2 separate regions of the Cricetulus griseus genome follow, and region 1 is linked to region 2. The links are chromatin contacts, called in public Hi-C maps. All regions are on one chromosome and are shown on one strand. Each heading gives the region's core, a stretch centred on a gene start, on an enhancer-like site or on the middle of the called end of the contact. The rest is flanking DNA. Distances are from core to core; before and after follow the strand shown.

What was found. A called contact is a pair of places that touch in the nucleus more often than the background predicts.
Region 1: a contact with region 2 is called in a Hi-C map of the CHO-K1 cell line, with 5 times the contacts expected there. The contact joins the promoter of Smndc1 here to the promoter of Dusp5 in region 2. A contact is called at or near these places in 4 of 8 Hi-C or Micro-C datasets (the CHK-Q cell line, the CHL-YN cell line, the CHO-K1 cell line and 1 more).

Annotation. Positions count from the first base shown.
Region 1 is chr3:8,172,274-8,175,870 of CriGri-PICRH-1.0, forward strand. It overlaps Smndc1 (survival of motor neuron-related-splicing factor 30), which reads left to right and starts at 2,203. Exons shown (of 6, transcript XM_027407025.2): 1 at 2,203-2,398; 2 at 3,317-3,436. The coding sequence starts at 3,317.
Region 2 is chr3:8,031,907-8,035,172 of CriGri-PICRH-1.0, forward strand. It overlaps Dusp5 (dual specificity protein phosphatase 5), which reads right to left and starts at 1,597. Exons shown (of 4, transcript XM_027407024.2): 1 at 1,071-1,597. The coding sequence starts at 1,449.

The DNA.
Region 1 (3,597 bases), core at 953-3,452, 140 kb after region 2:
GCCAGCGTGGTGGCTGGAGCAGTTTGTAGAGAGTTGAAACTAGAAGTGGCATGGAAGTCTTTGAACTCTCAGCGGCACACTTCTCCAGCCAGAAAGTACCTCCAAACCACCCAGACAGCACTGAGACAGGGAAATACTTCTCATTAAAACCACGTTACTCTTGAATAACTGAAGTCAGTAACAGAACATCGACATTCTGGATTTGTGATTCTCTCCTCTTAGCCATTTATGCTTCCATTCCCTTGAAACCGGAAGGCTTCATTAATTTCCTTAATGGGTGACAGTCACTCGTGTTGTACCTGTCAGGGGGTGAATGAAGTCTGGTCGTCTCATGGTTATTGGTGCTGATGTTGACCACTGTTGACAGTCACTCGTGTTGTGCCTGTCAGGGGTGCATAAAGTCTGGTCGTCTCACGACTAGTGGTGCTGATGTTGACCACTGGTTAGCAGGCGAGGGCCAAACTTCCTCACCATCATGAGGAGCCTTCTGTGGGACACGATGCCGCATACTCGGGCGGGCGTGACCCTGACTCTGTAACGACCTCCCTTCCTCTGGCCCTCAGCGTCTGTGGGAGCGGCCACCGCCCACACCCTGTCACGCCCGTGTCGACCTTTACTGGCCGCGTTGACGTTCCGTAAAGAACCACACAGAACTTCCAGAGCCGAAACTCGCTACACAGAGCAGGCCTGCCTCAGAGTCGGATCTGCCGGCCCCCGCCTCTCTGCCCCTACCCTGCCCCCCGCCAGTCTGACCCTGCCTCTGCCTCCCTACCCCTGCCCCCACCTCTCTGCCCCTGCCCCACCTCTCTGCCCCCTGCCCCGCCTCTCTGCCCCTGCCCCCACCTCTCTGCCCTACCCCCGCCTCTCTGCCCCTGCCCCCCGCCTCTCTGCCCCTGCCTCTCTGCCCCTACCCCTGCCTCTCTGCCCCTGCCTCTCTGCCCTGCCCTCTCTACCCCTGCCCCCGTCTCTCTACCCCTGCCCCGGCCTCTCTGCCCCTGCCTCTGCCTCTCTACCCCTGCCCCCGTCTCTCTGTCCCCGTCTCTCTGCCCCTGCGCCCACCTCTCTACCCCTGCCCCCGTGTCTCTGCCCCCGTCTCTCTGCCCCTGCCACCCACCTCTCTACCCCTGCCCCGTCTCTCTGCCCCTGCCCCGCCTCTTCTGCCCCTGCCTCTGCCTCTTACCCCTGCCCCCCGTGTCTCTGCCCCCGTCTCTCTGCCCCTGCGCCCACCTCTCTACCCCTGCCCCCGTCTCTCTGTCCCCGTCTCTCTGCCCCTGCCTCTGCCTCCCTACCCCTGTCCCCGCCTCTCTGCCCCTGCCCCCGCCTCTCTGCCCCTGCCTCTCTACCCCTGCCCCCGTCTCTCTACCCCCACCACGTCTCTCTGCCCCTACCTCTGCCTCTCTGCCCCTGCCCCGCCTCTCTACCCCCGTCTCTCTGCCCCTGCCCCCGCCTCTCTGCCCCTACCCCCGTCTCTCTGCCCCTGCCCCAGCCTCTCTGCCTCTCTACCCCTGCCCCCGTCTCTGTATCCTCGTCTCTCTGCCCCTGCCCCCGCCCCCGCCTCTCTGCCCCTACCCACGCCTCTCTGCCCCTGCCCCCGCCTCTCTGCCCCTGCCTCTGCCTCTCTACCCCTGCCCCCGTCTCTCTATCCCCGTCTCTCTGCCCCCGCCCCCGCCTCTCTGCCTCCCCCGTCTCTCTTGCCCCTGCCCCCGCCCTCTCTGCCCCTGCCTCTCTGCCCCTGCCCCCGTCTCTCTACCCCCGCCTCTCTGCCCTTGCCCCCGCCTCTCTGCCCCTGCCCCCGCCTCTCTGCCCCTGCCCCCGCCTCTCTGCCCCCGCCTCCCCGGGGCGGGGCCGCAGGCGCCCTTAGGCCCCGCCACTCTCGGCACTAACCCCCTGCCTCGTGTCCTCACCCCTGCCGGGAAGGCTCGCGAGCGCTCGCCCCGGCATCCAGACGGGGCAGCCCACGGGAGGACGCCCCGCCCCCGCCCGCCCCCGCCGCCCCGCCCCCCCGCCGCCGCTCCGGGAGGAACTGACGCAAGAGGAGCCCGCACTCTGCGCCAGGCGCAGCGCAGACGCGTCACTTCCGCCCCAGTGAGGCCACACCCACCCCGCCTCCAGAGGCCGCCGACGCCGGCCGCTGAGAGGACGCCGGGAGTCATGTGACGCCAGCGCCACTCCGCGAGAGCCCGCGCGTCTCGCGAGATCTGAGTCGCCTTGTCTCTTCCTCCTGCGGGAGCCCGGCTTTCCTCCCCTCCCCCCGCGCCGCCGCTGGAGTTTTCCCTCTTGAGACCGAACCTTCTCGTCGCCGTGGACTTCGCCCCCGTCGCCGCCGCTGCTGCCGCCGCCGCCGCTGGGCCCGCTTCCCCGACCCCTGCCCGCCGCCCCGTCCCCAGCCCCGCCCAAGGTAACGAGCCTCGGACGGACGGACGGACGGACGGAGGGTGTAGGCCTCGCCGGGCCTCGGCCTGGAGTAGAGACGGAGGCCGCGGGGTCCCGGCGCGGGCAGCGTGTGGGGCCGGCCGCGCTCGCACCCCGAGTGGGCCGCCCGGGCCGGCGGGGAGGCTTCCGGGCCCAGGCGGCGAGCGTGGCCGGCCCGGGGAAGCCGGCGGGCGGGCGGGCGGCCGGGGGACAGGCCCGGGAGGATGGTGGATGCGGGGCGCCGCCGTTTCCATGGAAGCGGAGCTCCGAGCTTCCCGCTGCGAGCGGCGGGCGCAGCTGTGGCGGGGCGGGGGCCGGGGAGGGGGAGCGGCCCGGACGCGGTCCTGCAGCCCGTGTGCCCCGCACGCAGTGCAGCCCCGAGCTGCGCCCCCGAGACGGCCGGCCGCGGCGGGGACGGGGCTCCGCAGGCCGCGCTCGCCCGACGCCAGGGCCGCAGAAGCGCCTTGCGCAGCGCTGTCTGGCTTTGGAAGGGCTCGCCCGTCCTCGCTTGCCTGGTCTCACTCTGCCCACCGGGGAGAAGCTTGTCGGAAGCCCGGCGGTGCTGGCGTCCGCCTTTACTCCCAGCACTCGGGACGCAGAGACAGGCGCGGGGAGCTCTGTGAGTGCGACACCAGCCTGGCCCACAGAGCGACTGCCCGGACAGCCTCCAAAGCCACACAGACAGACCCTGCCTTTCTTCAAGCAGATCGCTTTCTCTGACATGCTGTAGTCCATAGGATTTATTGCTTTGAAGTTTGGGGGTTAGCTATATCTGAAGAAAGTACAAGTGATGAGGAATAAAACGAGCTGGGAGCAGAAGTGATAACTTAGGCCGGTTGGAGGACCATTTTTGTAGTTCGGCGTTTGACTCAGCTCGTATGGTTTTTTTCATTTTTTTCCTCAGATGTCAGAGGACCTGGCAAAACAGTTGGCTAGCTACAAAGCTCAGCTCCAGCAAGTAGAAGCTGCCTTGTCTGGGAACGGAGAAAATGAAGACCTCTTGAAATTGAAGAAGGATTTGCAAGTAAGGATAAGTGGACAGTTGGAGTTGATGTTGCTTGAAAGAATATTTGTTTTTCTCAAATGAAGTGTTGTTCAGAATTCATAGGCACTTAAAGCACCCGTGAAGAAGGGGCTCCCTGCTTGCATACATACATACATACATACATACATACATACATACAT
Region 2 (3,266 bases), core at 347-2,846:
TGTGTGAAATTCAAAGTCGCAAGGCTTTGAAAGAGTCTTCCATTCACTGCATCTGAATTCTGAGCCACACTAGGGTTCCTGCACAAGGTGTTCTGTCAACCCGGCTCTGGGGCCCTAATCACCTCTGCACCCAGGCCAGGGCTCCCACACTTATGAGGTTAGACGGCAGGATCAGTCACAGGAAATGACCCAGAAATCAATGATGTGGGGATGTGGGGTTTGAGAGTAAATCACCCACCCACAACCGGAAGCCAAAGTTATCTCCCCAGCAGGTGAAATGGTTGGGCCCGGAGGCCGCCCTTGAAGGCCTAAAACCAAAGGCCACAGAATCTCCTGCATATCTCACTGCCCCTGCGGCACCTCTCCTAACTGGGCTGGCCAGCTGGCAAGTCTCTAACTGAGGCAGTCAGTCCCGGGGACAATCCCCTGCTGGGGAAGGGACCGGGAAAGGGACGGGAAAGCTGTCAGCTCCAAATTAAGCTTTAAGCTCGAGAAAGGCCAAGGATGGGAGAAGGAGGCTGCAGGAAAACAATAAAAAGCAATAAAGCGAGAGGAAGGGGAGGGACTTGCCCGGGTCAAAAAGGCAAGAGGCCCACCAAGACACAGCCTAACGCACGGTAATTGTCTAGGCGGGAAGAAAGGGGACACCGCGGCGCCACTGGCCCGGGGGAGGGTCTCGACTTGTTCGATCGCGCCAGATCTTGTTAAGAAAGACTCGGACCCCCGTAGTCTGCAAGCGGCGCCAGGGCCCAGCACGAGCCCTCGGCCCCCGGAACTGCTAAGGAACACCGCCCGCAGCACCTTCCCAGCCCACCCGGCCCGCAGGACGGACAGGTTGCCAGACGCTTTCGAGGAAAGGCGCCTGGGTGGGGAGCAGGAAGCCCCGGACGCTGACGCTTGCAAGGACCTCCCAGGCGCACGCGAAACCCCGGGGTGCACACTCCCTCGAGTTGCGACTTTCTCCCTGCGCCGCGCGGCGAGGGGAGCCTGGGGACCGCGGTGTCCCCGGCGCAGGGTGCCGGGGGAGCGGGGCGGGTGGCAGGGGGCCCGCGGCTCCCGGGCGAGCTCACCTTTAAGGAAGTAGACCCGCGGGCCGGCGGGCAGGCAGGCCAGCAGCGAAGTGAGCACGACGCGCGCGGCGCTCTCCTCGCGCAGCTTCTGCCAGTGGCGGCTGCCCTGGTCCAGCACGACCACGGCCGCCACGCCGCCGCCGCCCTCCTGCAGCAGCCGGGCGCGCGCCGCCTCGTCGGGCAGCACGTAGCGCGCCGACACCGCGCCGCCCCGGGCCCGCCGCAGCACCACCGAGTTGAGGTTGACGTTGAGCGAGCCGCGCACGCTCGACGCGGCGAAGGCCAGGTAGGGCCGGCAGTCGAGCACCACGCAGCGCGCCTCGGCCTCCTTGCGGAGCATTTTGCGCAGCTGGCGCCCGTCGAGCGACGTGACCTTCATGCCGCCGCCGCCACCCAGCGGCCCAAGGCCGGCGTGCGGGGCTGTGGCCTGGCGAAGGGAGCCCGGCGCGAGGGTCGGCGCGACGCTCTCCCCGGCCCGCGAGGCTCGGTGCCCCGGCCCCGCCACTCGCCGCCCCAGAAAGCCGGGGATTCCGCCGGCAGCGCAGCGTTTTATGTGAATGAGTGCGCGTCCTGTGACGTGACTGCCCATATAAGGCCAAATATGGGTGTTTCCCCGCCCCCTCGGCGCCGGCCACGCCCCTGGGCGGGGCTGCGGGCACCCGCCTCCGCCCCGCGAGCGGGATGCAGGCTTAGTCAGAGCGAGAAAGAGGAAGTGGCGGGCGCCTGCCGCTGCCTCTCTCGGGGGCCCGGCGCGGAGAGTCTCACTCACACATCACCCGGTGGGCCGAGGTGACCCACGCTGTGCGGGAAGAGGAGGAAGCAAACCCGGTTCGAGCCCGACCCCGGGCCGCCCCGTGGTACCCGGGGGCCTCCCCCGGGTGCATCCCGAATGGATTCGGATTCCGGGAGTCAGGAGGCAGCGTCTGAGATGACCCGAGGCGGTGCATGGCTTGGGGATCTTAATGCTGGAGGCTTCTAGCACGTCCTCTCTCTCCACTTTTGCTGTGTCCTGATTTTCCTTAATAAAAAGTTTCTGAAAGTAAACACACAACCCAAAGGGGGAAGTTGGAAGTGGGTGAGACGGGAGAGACAGCAGAATCAAACGGATTCTGCCTCAGAAGGATGGACGGCCCCGCTTGTGTTTCTCTCCGTAGATAAGAACGGTATAGCGCCAGAGCTAATGAGACCGTTTCAAAAAACAAATAAGCAAGTACAATACACCAATTTAGGAGCTGTTCTGTTGTTCCGGGACGCCTGTCTTGAACTCATTAGCAGCAGGGTCCACATGGATCCAACAGAGGGGCTCAGTCCACTAAACTTGTCCAGGTGGCTTCTGGATTTGGGCAGGATTATGGTGGATCAGTGTAATCCCAGGCTGTCTACCCCCGCCATTCTCTCCCGAGTTTCATGCTGGCTGCCTCCATTCCCGGAAAGCTAGGTGTGATTTGTCCCCTCTGCAAGTATTTATTGAGGGCTCTGCTAGCCACCAGGACACGTGAGCTGCAAACGCGTCTCTGCCTCCAAACCCATTGCCAACGAACCATTTTACTGTTAATCTTTTGGTGAAAAAAACATCTGTCCATTAGAGGGAAGTTTATTTACAACAGACATAAGGGGGTGGGATTTTTAAGAGAAAGCAGAAATCAATTTCCGAGATCAAATCAATCGACCCCAACAACAGTAATAGCTGGCATTGCATCAGGACCATAGATAGCAGTGTTCAGTCAAAAGTCCTGAGTACACAGTGACTGGCCTGTGATCCCAGCAGGCGTGGGGTGGGGGAAGAGCTGAGAAACCAAGGCCATAGACCTGTCTAAAAAAACAAAATAAGTAAACAAAAGATGCCGGCCTAGCCCTGACTGCGGTCCCCCTGATGCCATAGGTGGGTTTTGTTGTCTGGGGTTATCTGCTGCAGCTTCCCCATAACCGGCTCTTCATCAGGAGGGTTCTGTCTGAGTAACCATCGGTCTCCACCCCCTAGGCATTTCATTCCAGCGAAGACACAGGGGCTAGACTCTGTGAGGTGTATGGAACACCACTGTACGCAGGATTCACTCCATGGTGGGGTGGAAGCTAGAGGAAGTTTCTCTGAGATGAGAGCTAGGACAAACTTCCAAGAATGAAAAGAAAACACGTGATGTTAAGGAAACAATAGAACAACCAAAGAAACAAAAAAAAAAAACCCAAACAACCCAG